5 separate regions of the Mus musculus genome follow, and all the other regions are linked to region 2. A link is a contact called in public promoter capture Hi-C data. All regions are on one chromosome and are shown on one strand. The core of a region is the stretch at or near the end of the contact, and the rest is flanking DNA. Distances in the headings are between cores, read along the strand shown.

What was found. Promoter capture Hi-C pulls out the DNA fragments that hold promoters and counts their contacts.
Region 1: a contact with region 2 is called in a promoter capture Hi-C map of hippocampal neurons, with 3 times the contacts expected there. The contact joins the promoter of Ap3m2 here to the promoter of Fgfr1 in region 2. A contact is called at or near these places in 1 of 39 promoter capture datasets (hippocampal neurons) and 1 of 115 datasets of contacts at active chromatin or transcription factors (astrocytes).
Region 3: a promoter capture Hi-C map of hippocampal neurons shows a contact between it and region 2, with 5 times the contacts expected there. The contact joins the promoter of Sfrp1 here to the promoter of Fgfr1 in region 2. A contact is called at or near these places in 1 of 39 promoter capture datasets (hippocampal neurons) and 1 of 115 datasets of contacts at active chromatin or transcription factors (embryonic stem cells).
Region 4: a promoter capture Hi-C map of hippocampal neurons shows a contact between it and region 2, with 4 times the contacts expected there. The contact joins the promoter of Golga7 here to the promoter of Fgfr1 in region 2. A contact is called at or near these places in 2 of 39 promoter capture datasets (hippocampal neurons and liver) and 1 of 9 other capture datasets (pancreatic islet).
Region 5: a promoter capture Hi-C map of liver shows a contact between it and region 2, with 5 times the contacts expected there. The contact joins the promoter of Gpat4 here to the promoter of Fgfr1 in region 2. A contact is called at or near these places in 4 of 39 promoter capture datasets (cranial neural crest, hippocampal neurons and liver) and 1 of 115 datasets of contacts at active chromatin or transcription factors (astrocytes).

Annotation. Positions count from the first base shown.
Region 1 is chr8:22,804,083-22,806,986 of GRCm38.p6, reverse strand. It overlaps Ap3m2 (adaptor-related protein complex 3, mu 2 subunit), which reads left to right and starts at 1,333. Exons shown (of 9, transcript NM_029505.3): 1 at 1,333-1,411; 2 at 2,885-2,904.
Region 2 is chr8:25,517,345-25,520,148 of GRCm38.p6, reverse strand. Fgfr1 (fibroblast growth factor receptor 1) reads right to left here and starts at 1,390. Exons shown (of 18, transcript NM_010206.3): 1 at 720-1,390. Gm31288 (a long non-coding RNA gene) reads left to right here. Exons shown (of 3, transcript XR_003947368.1): 3 at 1-461. RefSeq lists promoters at 1,251-1,465, 1,251-2,225.
Region 3 is chr8:23,410,062-23,412,761 of GRCm38.p6, reverse strand. Sfrp1 (secreted frizzled-related protein 1) reads right to left here and starts at 1,260. Exons shown (of 3, transcript NM_013834.3): 1 at 434-1,260. The coding sequence starts at 977.
Region 4 is chr8:23,255,745-23,258,444 of GRCm38.p6, reverse strand. It overlaps Golga7 (golgi autoantigen, golgin subfamily a, 7), which reads left to right and starts at 1,365. Exons shown (of 5, transcript NM_020585.2): 1 at 1,365-1,771. The coding sequence starts at 1,661.
Region 5 is chr8:23,207,121-23,209,820 of GRCm38.p6, reverse strand. Gpat4 (glycerol-3-phosphate acyltransferase 4) reads left to right here and starts at 1,368. Exons shown (of 13, transcript NM_018743.4): 1 at 1,368-1,522.

The DNA.
Region 1 (2,904 bases), core at 84-2,583, 2.7 Mb after region 2:
CCAATCTCTTTTCTTCCTCCGGAAATCTTCTCATTTGATGACTATTTCTTCTGTAATTTCAAACGGGACGTATGAGGCAATGTCACAAATCGTTCTTTTTTTTTTTTTTAAGCTTTGAAATTATTTTTAAAATTTCTTCTCACACCCCTCCCCCGCGCGCGCCCGGCCCCGGGTGAGTAGCGACCAGGTGGGCAGCACAAGCCTTTAATCCCAGCACTCCGGAGGCGGGAGGCAGAGGGAAACAGTTCAAAGCTGTCCCGATCTGGAGACTTCCCGGCCAGCCAGAATTGTTCAGCGAAACTGTCTCAAGTAACAAAACGAAAGGGAAAATAAACACACACACACACACACACCCGTTTTTGCATGTATGAGGTACGCGTTTGCATTTGTGCATGGAAACACTTGTAGGAGTCAGAATATCACTCCTCACCTTCCATCTGATTTGAGGTAGGGCCTCTTGTTTTTAGGTACTGCCAGAGACCTTTCGGAGACTCATCTAGATTGGCACGACCGTCATCACCGCAGTTTGTCATTTCATCTTACAGTGTGCCCAGCAGTTTTTGCAACCCCCTTCACACTTCATCTTACCGAATGCCTCATTTTAATCTAACTGAAGATAAAATTTCCATCGGATCTCTGCTTCACACTTTCCCGAGTCACAGTAACCTGTGATCTCTTTAAATTTAAGGTGGTTTCAAAGACCTGCCCCAACACCTTCATTATCGGATCTGGGAACTGAGAGTCTGGAAGGAGAAGTCAGTCTTATCTGTCTGTCTGTCACTCTTTCTCTGCCTTGCTCCCCCCTCCCCACTACGTCTCTACTTTTCTCCCTTCCTTTCCTCTCTTGTCTTCTCCCCTCCCCTCCTTTCCTCTATTCTTCCCGGTTCTTTCCCGCTGGCTTGGAACTCCCTGTGTAGACAACAAGGTTGGCCTCGAACTCACTGAGATACTTCTGCTTGTCTCCTGAGTGCTGGGATTAAAGACCTGCGCCACAGGCCCGGCAAGCAGTCGCTTTTTAAGTGCACCTGTGTAATGGAGGTTAGTTATGATTGGTTATCTGTGATGCATTAAATTAGAAGCATCCCGGGAATCATTTTACCTTTCCGGTCACTTTCTAGCTCCCCGGAGGCCCTTTGTGACTGGATGACCGACTGTCTTCATCCTCCAATCGGGGCTTGGAGTCTCAGAGCTACACCAATTGAAGGTTACCGGACCTTCAATAAAGACCAATCGGATGCTAGAGCCTAGCAAGCGAACGGCGATCAATCAGAGCGCAGGAGCGGCAGCCGGGGAGCGGCTGGCCAATCAACGTGAGAGCGGTGAGGAGGGGGCGGAGCCTTCGTGCAAGGAGCACTGCGCAGCGCGACTGCGCTGCGGAGCCGGAACGGAGCCTGAGACCTGGTCGAAGCTGGTAGGGTTGGGCTGGGCGCGCGCGGATGGGAAGGGCTGCGTTGGGCGTCGCCTGGGAGAGAGGTACGGGAAGAGTCCCGGGCTACAAATGCCGTTGCCATGGCAACGCAGGTGCACAGTTCTGGGACCAGGGTCCCTGCTTCTGGACAGTTTTCAGGCTGGAGCCCCAAGGCCCATAGGGCCTCCAATACCCTAGGCTTGCAGGCTGCTGGGCTGCAACCTCTCGATGGCTGTCTTGGCAGCCGACGATCTGGACTCTCTCCTGGGGCACTAGGAAAACAGGTCTTAGCAATGTGACCAGTTGTGCTAGCTCAAGTCAGTTCGCTTCTAGGCCACCCCTGGGTGCAGCAAAGCTGCCTCATCCTGGAGATGTCACTGTAGACAAACTAGGGTGTCTCCAGAGATTTTTTTTTTAAGCATCCAGCGGAATGCTTTGTGCACAAATAATTCAGAGAATAGGTCCTTAGTGAATGAGTAAAGATCACAGTGGCAAAGATTCCAGGGGCTGGCTCTGCTCAGGAGAAGTAGAAAGCACATCACATATGCTGTTTCGAATAGGAATCGTGGTAAGCTAACGATAAGTTAAATTTTAATATATTTCATTTGACCCAAACATATTACCAGTATTAAATAAGTGGTAAGATATTTAAAATTGAGTCTTTTTTCCCAACCGAAGCTGTCCAGTCTCTAATCTTACAGTATATGTCAGTACTATCGGCCTCTTTTCAAATGCCCACTACCCATTTAAATAGTGCCTAACATCTTTGTTTATTTCATCTAGATTTTTTTTGTTTTGTTTTGTTTTGTTTGTTTTTTTGAGACAGGATCATGTTATGTAACCCAGGCTAGTCTCAAACTTGTGATCCTCCTGTCTTAGCTCCCAAGTGCCTGGCAAAGTCGGATTTAAAAGAAAATTAAGTATATTTATGTGCACCCATGTGAACAACAGGTTGTCACTTCTCTTCTCTCATGTTATGAGTCCCAATGAAATTGAATCCCATTGTTTGGATCGTTAGCAAGCCTCACCTGCTGAGCCATCTCACAAGCCTGAAACTAGTGTTTTAAGTGGATCTAACTCGGGCAATAATAACAGAGAACTGAAAATCTACAACAGACAAACAAATTGGCTGCTAGTTATTATTGGGAATTCAAGGGAAGAATCCTTAGGGCTCATGTAATAGTAGCAGGTATGTCTGGCCGGTGGCCTGCAGGCCACATGTGGCCCAGGACAGCTAGGAACGTTGCCCAACACAAAACGGTAAACTTCCTTAAGTCATGGGGACATTTGCTTTCCCATCTCGTTTTGTGACTTGTATGCTTCCTGAGGGTGTTTTTGTGGATGACAGTGTCGTGTTGGCAGTATCAAAAAGTTGAATGCACCAATGGGAAGAGGACTTGGGCCTGATCCTCGAACCTCTGGAAAATAAGGTTGTTTTAATTCAGTGAAAATGAGTCCAGTCTCTTTTGTTTGTAGGGTTGAAAACTAGCTGAATC
Region 2 (2,804 bases), core at 141-2,640:
CTTCTCCAGACCCCTTCAAGAGTCCTCTAGGTCTAAGATAAAATAGAACATTACCACCACCACCACCATCACCCCTCAAAAGGGGGGGGAATCTTTGCTCGCTCTCCGCTAAAGCCGATTCAGCCATTTGGTGACGACACCTCCTTCAAACCTATTCCAAGACAAGCTAGCCTTCCCCGCCACTTCCTTTCCTCTTCAACCCCCCAACCTGGACCCCAGACTTGCCCGGAGGTAGGAAAACACTTGAAAAGATCCCAGATGTAGGGTGTTGAGCTTAAAGCCACCGGCTGAAACGGGGTGAATCCGCAAGAGGACCAAAAGATAGATGATGTACACACACACACACACACACACACACCCTCCATCTCCCGGCCCATTCCCGCCCTCCTCCCCAGTAGGGAACACACAGCTTCCGCCGCCTTCTCCTGGGCCAAGAGGGTCGGGGTCTGGACTCGGAGCGCAGCAGCCTCCTCGCTAGCTCCGGAGCGCGAGTTGGCGGAAAAGTTAGGCAGCGGGCAGCAGCAGCGGGCCCAGCGCGCGGGGAGGGGGCGCGGGCAGCGACACTGGCCGAGGGAGGAGGGACAGGGGCGCCGGGGAGGGAGCGGAGTCGGGGGTGGGGTGGGGGATTGGAGGAGGGAGGCGCGGGCTGCGACTGGCGAAGCGCGGGGGCCGCTCGGGACGCCCAGCCAGCCGGCTCTGCGGGCGCCGGCGACTCTTACCTCACTTGGCGCTGCGGTCCCGCCTCTGGAGAGCTCGCCGTGGCGCGGCGGGTGTCTGTGTCTTGCGCTCCCGCCGCTCGTCTCCGGGCTCCGTTCAGATCCTGATGGGGTCTCGAGGGCTCCGCGGCCGAGGCACGACTCCCGGCGGCACTCCGAGCCGGGCGCCTCCAGCCCGGGCGGGAACAATGGAGCCGAAGCTGGTGCCCCGGAGGCGGGGCGGGGGGGAGGGCTCGGGTCCGCCGCCCGGGGTCCCCAGATCGTGCGCCCCCCGCTCTCCAGTACGCAGCGGCGGCGGTGGCGGCGTCTCAGGCTTCTGGCAGCCCGAGTTCCATCACCCCTCCTGGGGCTCCGGCGTGCATTGACTGCAGCACGGCTGTGGTGCGCCCCTGGGACCTGAGAAAAGTCCTCGGTCTCCGCTGCTTTTCCAGCTGCGGCGCGCGCTCGCGGCCGGGAAAGGCGAGGTCGCCGCAATGCGCTAAGCACAGTCTCAGTCCAGTCCGGACGTCTCGGCCCCGCTTCCCTGCGCAGCCCGGGTCCTCTGCACGCAGCGGCTGCACCAGGGTTCCGGCTCCCGTTCCGCGCCGCCCGCAGCGGAGAGCCCCGCCAAAGTACCCGCAGGAGCGCTCCGAGCGCTGTGCGCCGGCGAGGCGCGAGGGCTCGCTCTCTCACTCCCACCCGGCGCTAGTCCCACCTCCTCCTCCTCCCCTTGCAGTTGCCTGCTGGGCCTTGTAGTTCTCAAGCTGCAGCCCCGGAGAAGCCTGGAGCGAGCAGAACTGCTCTACAGTCTGGTCTAACTTGAGTTTTCGCCTGGAGGGCGCCCGAATTTCAGACTGTGTGTAGATCAGCGATTTGGGGACAGGAGTGGAGGGTGGGGAGGGGCGGGTGCCTGGCTATAATTTTGAGGTTGCACTGGGCAACTTGGTCTTTGGTTATCTCTGTGCCTTGGGGTATGATTTTCGTGCTCTAAATCTCGGTTTTCCCGTCTCTAAAAGGAATAAATAGGACCCTCACATAGCTTACAATATACGAACTGTTTTTATTGATGGATCGGTTGACTTTCCCCCTCAGACCCTTTCCTTGGATCTCAACTTTCCCCAGCCACATAATTTAGGTTTTGTGGTTCACGCTGGAATGGACCCTGCAAATTCTACAGTGCTGTTCATGGTAGCCTTAGAAATCACCAGCTTTCAGGAAGCAACCGAAGAGAGGAGGGGTTTTTGTTTTTTTTTTTTTTCGGATGGGGGGGGATGTTTGTTTACTTGCTTGCTTGTTTTGTTTTGTTTGCCTTAGGAATTAATCAGAGTCAAACCAGAGCCTCCACAGTATACTATGAACCTCAAAGAAAATCGCTGAAATGCCCTTCCCACCAGGTCCCTCCACAGAGATGTTAATCTGTGGCTCTTTAATCCAATGAGTCCAGTGGACGTGAATCATATTGAGATTGTTAAAAAATAAAAATTTTTGATCCTGCTTGGACATGAGAAATCCCGATGTTTTGATGAAGCATGCTAACAATTCTGAGACAGCCAGTGGGGCCTTCGCCTCGTTGCAGGAGCTCACTTTCCAGCAGTCTAAAATGATGATGTACATATGCAATCCTAGCCCTGGAGGGTCAGAGACTTAAGATCACCGTTGGCCACATAGGGACTGAGACGACAGCCTGTGCTTACAGACCCTGTCTCAAACAAATCAAACACAGGGGTTGGCGATGCAGCTTTGACAAAGGCAAAGACAGTGCTTTGATTCCAGCACACTCTAGACCTGACTAGGTGGTTGGTACCTGTTGGTTTGCTGCATAGCAGTGGGGTGGGGGCTCTGCAAATTTTCCTGGTGACTGTGATGTGATGTCTACTTGGGGACCACTGGAAGGGTGGAATATGTCACACTAGGTGTGAATTCCACCACTCAAAGACTTTGGGCATGTCACGAATCTGATAAGATCTAGTCCCTCTATGGGTCTCCCCCATGAGAAGCAGACTGAATGAATGTAAGTGTGCCAAAAGGGTCACACATGTGAAAGCCATCATGAGGGGGACTGTTCTATTCCGCTTCCACAGAGCAAGCCATGACAGCTTGAATACCAAA
Region 3 (2,700 bases), core at 11-2,510, 2.1 Mb after region 2:
TGGGGTTGTTTGTTTGTTGTTGTAGTTTGAGCGAGTGGTTTTCCAAGGGAGCAGTGTCTGTCTCGGATGTTAACAGTTTTGGAACAGGACACCGCACTCTCTCTGAAGAGATAGACGTCCTTTTATTTAAAACCTAAGCTTTGCTTTCTTTCAGGTATGGAAAACGCCAGACTGGAGCTTAGGAAGAGCAGCTCCAGGTCTCCCCTCGCCCCCCCCAACCCCCCCCCCCCCACGGCCGAGGCTCACCAGCCATCAGGGAGTACCTGGAGCGGGAGAAGCGCCAAGCGATGCCTGGGCCTCCCAGAAGCTTTAGGGATCGGGTCTGCACACCTTGCGGGTTGCGGTGCGCGGCTCCTGAGCTTTCCCCCTCTACAGCCCTGGGCCAGTGCGGATGGGCGCGGGGGTTCGCGGGCGTGGGAAGGCATACCCTTACCTTGGGGCTTAGAGGCTTCCGTGGTATTGGGCGGGGTCATGGCGATGCAGACGTCGCCCTCGGGGAACTTGTCACATTTGAGCATCTCGGGCCAGTAGAAGCCGAAGAACTGCATGACCGGCTCGCACGAGTCGCGCACGGCCTCGCAGAGCCAGCGACACGGGTAGATGGGCCGGTCCAGACAGACGGGCGCGAAGAGCGAACAGAGGAAGACCTGGGTGCCCATGTGGCAGTTCTTGTTGAGCAGCGGCACCCAGCTGCTGGCCTGCTGCTTCACCTCTGCCATGGTCTCGTGCTCCAGCAGGTTGGGCAGCACCATCTTCTTGTAGCCCACGTTGTGGCACAGCCTCAGGTCCACCGGGATGTCCACGCACTGCGGGGGCTTGGTGTAGAAGCGCCCGCTCTGATACGAGCCGATGTCGGACTGGAAGCTCACGTAGTCGTACTCGCTGGCCGAACCCGCGGCCAGCAGAGCGGCGGCCAACGCCAGCAGCACTCCCGAGGCGGCCCCGCCGCGACCCCGCGCGCTGCGCCCGACGCCCATGTTGCTCGGCGACGTCGGGGCTGCCCACGCTGCCTTCACGCGCGCGTCCCGCTGCAAACTTCCCGGAGCCTCCGGGGACAAAGGCGCAGTGCCGGGCCCCGTCCGGCTCGGCGGCTGCGCGCTGCTCCCCGGGTCTCCGATCGATGGGGTCCTCCGCTGCAGCAGGTCGCCGCGGCGGGGCTGGCGCGGGGCGGGGAGCGCGCGGGGCCGAGTGCTGTCCCGGCTCGCAGAGGCGCGGCGGGCTGCGGGCTGCTGCACCTACTTGCGACGCTGCAGCTCGAATGCGCGGTGTGCGGGTGGCCGAGCCCTGGATCTCCCCGCGCGCAGCCAATCAGCTCCGCGCTGCCGGGAGCCGCTCTCCACACCGCGTCAGTCAGCCGCGCAGTTAACCAATCGCCGCGCCGGCCAGAAGGATCGGTTTACTAGAACTAGACCCAGGTCAACACCCCTTAAAAAGCAAAACCAAAAACTAAGCAAGTACTTTCGAAGGAGGCAAAAGCAAAAGGGAGAGAGTAGTTAGAAGTGCGGGGTGGGTGGAGTCGGAGTTGGACGCTGTAATTAGAGTGAGTCGGTTTGTTTAAAAAAAAAAAAAAGGACTCTTCATAATACTTGCAAATTGATGCAGTTGTGAAGACTTTTTTCTACTTCTTTTCCTAGTTCCAAGGAACAACGCAACAGACCAGCAGCCCTTCGCTCCACGGTTTTAATCTTAGCTGCTTCCCAGCTGCTCGGATGGGCAGGCTGAATTTAGGGAGCTCTTTTAAATTCCCGGGGAGTCTGGGCTTTTGCAAAGACTAAGAGAAGGTGGTGTTTGTGGCTGTGTTCCAGGTGACCGAAGGTAGAACGGGAAAGGGGCTCACTGCGGAGAAGAGCACTGATCATGTGGGTATTAGCTCCCAAGGACAGTTGACGTTTTTAAACGATGTTTTTAAGACCCTACTCAAGTCTCAGCTCTGCAGACAACACATATGTGCACAAACTTACACACACACACACACACACACACACACACACACACAGACGCGTTTGTGGATTAGAAAGCCAAAGCACTAAAAATACCAGCAGTACTGGGTGGGTGGATACCAACTCAAGATACACATGCTAATTCAGAGGTCAAAAACCAAAGGTGTGTCACCCCCTCCCGCATAAGGCAGAAGCCAGGCAAGAAAGAATAACTAAGTCGTCCTCTAGCCTCCCCCACCCCTGACCACACACACCCACTACTCACTTCCTGGGAATTGCTTGAGTGTTCCAAATACTCCCCTTACATTCAGAGAGCTAGGGGTGGGATCTAGAGTAGAGAGGAGACCGCACAAGCAGCCGGAGAAGTTCTCTGGATCACCTCATTCTGTGTTCTTCATAGTGGGTGGAGGGGCAGCAGAGGATGCAGTGTGTTGCGGTACTGGGTGGCAAATGGGTCGCCACTCCTAGTTGCAAAGCCCAACACAGTGGGAGATGCCGCTGGCCCAGGCGGCTGGTTTATAAAGCTCTGGGGAGTCTTGCTTTCCACTCAATAGACCCAATTTCTCCTTTCCGAGTAAAAGCTCCGGAACTTGCAAAGATGCGGGGATCCCTTCTTAAAGCAATCATACACACGCTGATGCTGTGACTCTACTGCGGGAAGCAGCTGCAGCAGGCGGTCAACATGCCTGTCCTTCCTAGGCTGATGAAAGATGCCCAAACCAAACAGGCACATTTGGGTAAGGGAGAAAGTCCATGCGGA
Region 4 (2,700 bases), core at 116-2,615, 2.3 Mb after region 2:
GACAGCCAGGGCTATACAGAGAAACCCTGTCTCAAAAAACCAAACAAACAAACAAATAAAAAACTGTCTTGGTCATGGTTTCCCTTCACAGCAATGGAAACCCTGAGGCAGTACGTGAATGAATAAATGGGGAAAGTCACAGAAATGAAATTACGTATGGCACAACAGAGGAATCTCAGTAGAATCTATACAATAAGAAGGAGACGAAAAACTCTGATTCAATTTAAGTGAAAGTTAAGAAAACACAAGTTTGTTTCTAGTGACAGAAAGGTTAGTACTGGGCAAAGGGGGTCTGCTGAATGGCTGAAAGGTATGACTGTAAAGAGTAAGGAAGTTTTTAGAGGTGGTGTTTATTATCTTGATTGTACTGATGGTTTAAGGGCATGGACGTGGTAGAAGTTAACAAATTATGTCCACGTTAAATGAGTGGGTTTACTATACACCCTTTATTGGGATAAAGCTATTCATTTTTGAGACAGGGTCTCACCATGACGATCTGGCTGGCCTGGTACTATTTAGGTAAACTGGGGTGGGCTTGAACTCAGAGATCACCAGGGAGTGGACGACCTCTGCCCTGTCCCCCGCCCTATGCTGGAAATTTTTTTAATGCTATTTTTAAAACCCCAAAAGAGAAATCAATTATCGTGACAACTGATCAAGTATCTAATCAATTATCAGTATACTAAAAAGTTGTACTAGAACATCGCCACCACCAGACGTGCATAGGGATTTTCCTGGATGTCTTGCAAAGATACAGTCAGTAAAGTGGGGACCAATGAGAGAGAACTGTTGTTGGTCCAGTCGGGTCACCTAAGCGGGTATAGCTGGTGTACATGTCTCTGGGACGAAAAAAACCAACACCTCAAGAAGAATTGGAGAAGGGATGCAGGATAATGCAGAACAGGAATACCATCTCCTCACTCTCGTTCAAGAGGGTTCCAGGGGCCAAATGCATCCCCAGTAGTGCGCTTTGTAGTTGTAAATATCTGTGTCTGTTGGAATTGGAGAGTGACGGTTGTTTTTGTGGAGCGAGGTGGGTTAGCCCACGTGAAAGCTGGAACGCTTAATCAAGAAGGGAACTATTCCTGTGCCCACAAACCACTTCACCACAACCAACAGGGAATTCCGAGTCTCTAACCCCGGCGTCTTTCCCGGAACTCCCGGATCCACCGATCACGTCCACCTCATCATCATCATCTTCTTCCGCCCGGAAGGGTTTCATTCGCCTACACTAGGAAGACTTCTCTCCCAGCCACCGCGCACCTCACCGCAACGCGCAGCCGCGGAGGCGTCGCTTTACGGCCGGAGGGGGCGGGGTGTCAACGTGCGGCACAGAAGGTGTTCGGGAGAGGCTAGGTTTTTTTGCGACAGGACGTAAGCGGCGACGGAGGTGGCGCGACAGCTGCTGGAGGGCCGAGGAGGCGGGTTTGTGTTTCCAGGGCCGAACCAGGATGTGGGGGGGCGCGGGTCCTGGGCTTGGGTAGCTTGGAGTCCCTCGGCTACAGCCATGAGTGAAGGGGATCGGCGAGGGGGGAGGCCTGGGGCGTCTTTGGGCGGTGGGTGGCTCCGAAGGGCTGGCGGGCCGGAGAGCCGGCTCTAGGCCGGCCATCTGACCCCGTGTCTTGCCCGAACTCGCAGAGCGGCGGGTCCTGTCCTCGCCATGAGGCCGCAGCAGGCACCGGTGTCCGGGAAGGTGTTCATTCAGCGAGACTACAGCAGCGGCACGCGCTGCCAGTTCCAGACCAAGTTCCCCGCGGAGCTGGAGAACAGGGTATGCAGCCCGGCTTCCCCTGCTCCTGGCCCTGCTCCTGGCCCTGCCCCTGGCCCTGGGGAGGGGAGAGTCCCTGGAGCGGGAGGGAGTGTCTCACGGTTCGGGAGAGCATGAGACGTCAGGATTCATGGGAAAAGATATACGAAGGAGGTACGGTCTAGTATTTGGAGAAAGACCACTAAGGCTAATGCTCAGAGTACAGTGATCATATAGAACTTTTAGGATGCTGGCCCGCAGTCCACCCAAGAGTGTCCTTAACAGGATGCCGACACACACACACACACACACACACACACACACACGGTACTTGACACCTGGTTGAAGCTCACACACACACACACACTCACTCAGTTATTGACATCTTGATGAGGTGCTAATTCCTGGAACTCCAGGCCACCTCATACCTCCTGTGGTAACCTATATCCTACTGCCTCAGACACGCGAAAGACAGCGTCATAGTCATGACTGGTATCTGTGGTCACTGTGCTGGTCATACTGTTCAGCTGAAAGGGTTTATTAGGGATGTGCTCGGCAGTCCAGACAGGCCTTCTTGGAACCTGAAAAACGTACACGGTCCCGGGCAGGAACGGCAAAGGAACTTGTAGCTGAACCAACCCTGACTCCCAGTCATTATCACTGGGAACTTCCTGTTTGCCTTGCATATCAAAACGGTCATGGGGCAGAGGTCCTTTGGGCAACCTTGTAAACAAAGATGAGATTTGTGTACCATTCCTTCAGATTTAACCACACCAAAAAAAAAACAAAAAAAATCTACTCGTCTACCCAATGTGATCCTCCTTTTGTTCTTCAGCGATATTACTCAGATTCTATTTCCTGTTCATAAATCAGTTTCTGAAGGATGAGGAACTTGGAGGGTAATTAAGCATGGTGTGGGTGTGGGGCTAAGAAATGCTGCTTGTGGACTAGGT
Region 5 (2,700 bases), core at 119-2,618, 2.3 Mb after region 2:
GCATCAAATTAGCACATTCAGGGGTTGCACTGTATTAGAATTCTTGATTTTAAAAACTGCTTCAGTTAATCTGCTCACAAAAATCTGTTAAATCATTTTTGGCTTGGGATTAGGGCAGAATCTCTAATAATTTCTGAAATGTTCATAAACTTACTAATATTGTTTTGTACAAGGTATTTGTGAAACGGTGTTCTCAGCATTGACAATTATAAAATTTAAAACGTTGGGAAACTTTATGTTTTATATCCTTTGGTATCAAATATTTAGCTGATTTCTTTATATTAAGAGTGGCAGCCGGGCAGTGGTGTCGCATGCCTTTAATCCCAGCATTTGGGAGGCAGAGGCAGGCGTTTTTCTGAGTTCAAGACCAGTCTAGTCTACTGAGTGAGTTCCAGGACAGCCAGCGAAAAAACCAAAAATAAAATAATAAATTAATAGAGTGGCAAACACATCCATCTCATTAATATGCAAATTTGCTTTAATAGTTAATATAGGAAAGCTACAAATACATAGCAAAAATGCTTTTAAATAAATTTATTATCATTAAATATGTCTTGTATTCCTGTTATAGTTACATACCTGGAGTTGTGTAAAAGTTTGTGAAGAAATCAACAAATGGAGGTTTAAGTCCTGAATTAGGGGAAAGGTTAGGTACTCTTGGAAGTATACAAAAGCAATAAACTCGGAGGCTGGGAATGTGGCTCAGCTGGTCGAGTGCTTCTTTTAGCATGCACGAGGCCCTGAGTTCCAGCCCCCAGCACTTTATAAAACTTGGGACGGTAGTTTATTCCAGCACTTCAGGAGGTGGAAGCAGTCGGTGCAGAAACTGAAGGTCATTGGGCAATTCGCAGTTTTTGAGGCAAGTCTGTATTACAAGACGTCCTGTCTTAAAAGGGGGTGGGGTGGGCCAAAGAGGCGTGTCCCCCATCCCTTCTTTCTCTTTCTTCCACTATAAAGGACCCACGTCAGCAAAACAAGCCTGTCTTTGAAGCTTCCAGTCTGAGGAGAGGTTAGTTAGAACTGTGGCTGGGTTGGAAAACTGCAGTTGGCCAACCAGCCAATTACGTTAAGAGAAGCTCCGGGATGCCCGGGTAGTGCTGGGATGGTGGCTAACGTTTCGTGGCCAGCCGGAACCGAATCTCACACAAAGTCCCACAAAGACTCAGTAAATGAACCTCGCCATGCCGGGTTCTCCCTCTCCCCGGGAACGATGCCTGTTCTGGACACAGCTCAGACAGGCCCCGGTTGGCTTTCAGAAAGCGACCTCGGCTCACGCTGGCGAGCATCAGTGCGAGGAGCGAGCATCGCCGGAGCCCCGCCCACCCTGGGGTCCTCCGGGAGACCGCGCAAGCGCGGTTGGGCGGGACTCGGGGGCGGGGATTGAGGGGAGTGGGGTCCACGTCCAGCGGCGTAGACAAAGACGGGCGGGCGTACGCACGCTCTTACGTACGCCTGGGCCGGCGGCGGGCAGGGCAGGGCGGGAGCGGCAGTCACCGAGGACTGGAGCCGAGCCTCACGGCCGGTGAGTTGGATGGACCTGGTCCTACCGGACGCCCCCGGCCCCGGGCGGGACGCGGGGTCGGCAGCCGCGGGCCGGGGTCCCGCCGGTGGGGCAGCCGCTGCCGGGCGGTCCGAGCTCCTTCACGCCCGCTTGCCCCACTCCTGTCCTTCGCCAGCCCCGCTCCTCTCCTCCCGGGCTAGCCCCGCTGTCCTCTTGCCGCCTCATCTCCTCTCCAGTCGCCCGGCTCCTTGCCGCTCGGCTCCTTGGCTCAGCCAGCCCCGCTGTCCTCATCCGGCCCTTTCTTTCCCTTCCCTCCTCTCCTCGGCCGCCCCGCTCCTCTCTCCCCGACCGGTTTCTCTCCTCCTCAACCGACCACGCTCCTCTCCGCAGGCCGCTCGCCGCCTCGGCCTGGTGTGGCCCGGAGCTGAGGAACGTGGCTGAGAACCCGGCGTTAGATCACGTGGAAACGGGTTTCCCCCCCAGAATCCGTCCTTTATCCCGTGCTGTGCTCACACTGTCTTCTTTTTCGGGTCTGCCCCCTCTCCCCCTTCCCGCATTGGAGAGTCCCAGTGTCCAGGTTTGCCCCCGGATAGGGGCAGCCCTGCTTGATGCTACATGACTTTCCTGAGCCACTAACTAGAACTGCCACTATTCCAGCCTTCTTCACACCCCAGACTCCCTTTCGCCTTGGTTCCATGCCCTCAGTGGTAGTAGCATCCTACCTGGAAGTTTGACTTATTTATTCACTTTCCATCTTACTTGGATATTACATTGGTGACTCACAGGTTGTAGAATAATCTATGTGAAATTGTCAGGCTTCGCGGACGTTAAGTTCCATCCCATACCCATCTCTTGCGTATTACCGGTAGATAGCCTTTGAAGAACTTTGGTTTCGCTCGTTTTCCTTAATTTGAGCAGAACTTTTAAGAGTCTCTGCAGAGTTAGCGTGTCTTCGAGATTGTATCGCAACCCCGTAAAGACAGGCATAAAAATCACTGCGACCAAAGACTATGGTCAAAACTGTAATCCTGCCTGCTAAATTATCCTTCCTCTTTCTGAGAGTAATTTTTCAGACCTATAATTTGGAGAATTTCAAATATGCAAAACCAGGAACGTATGCTCATTATTATATATGCTCAGTGACATCTGGGGTTAATCATGCAATATCTGCATCTTCATTTATTTTACTTCTTCTGTCT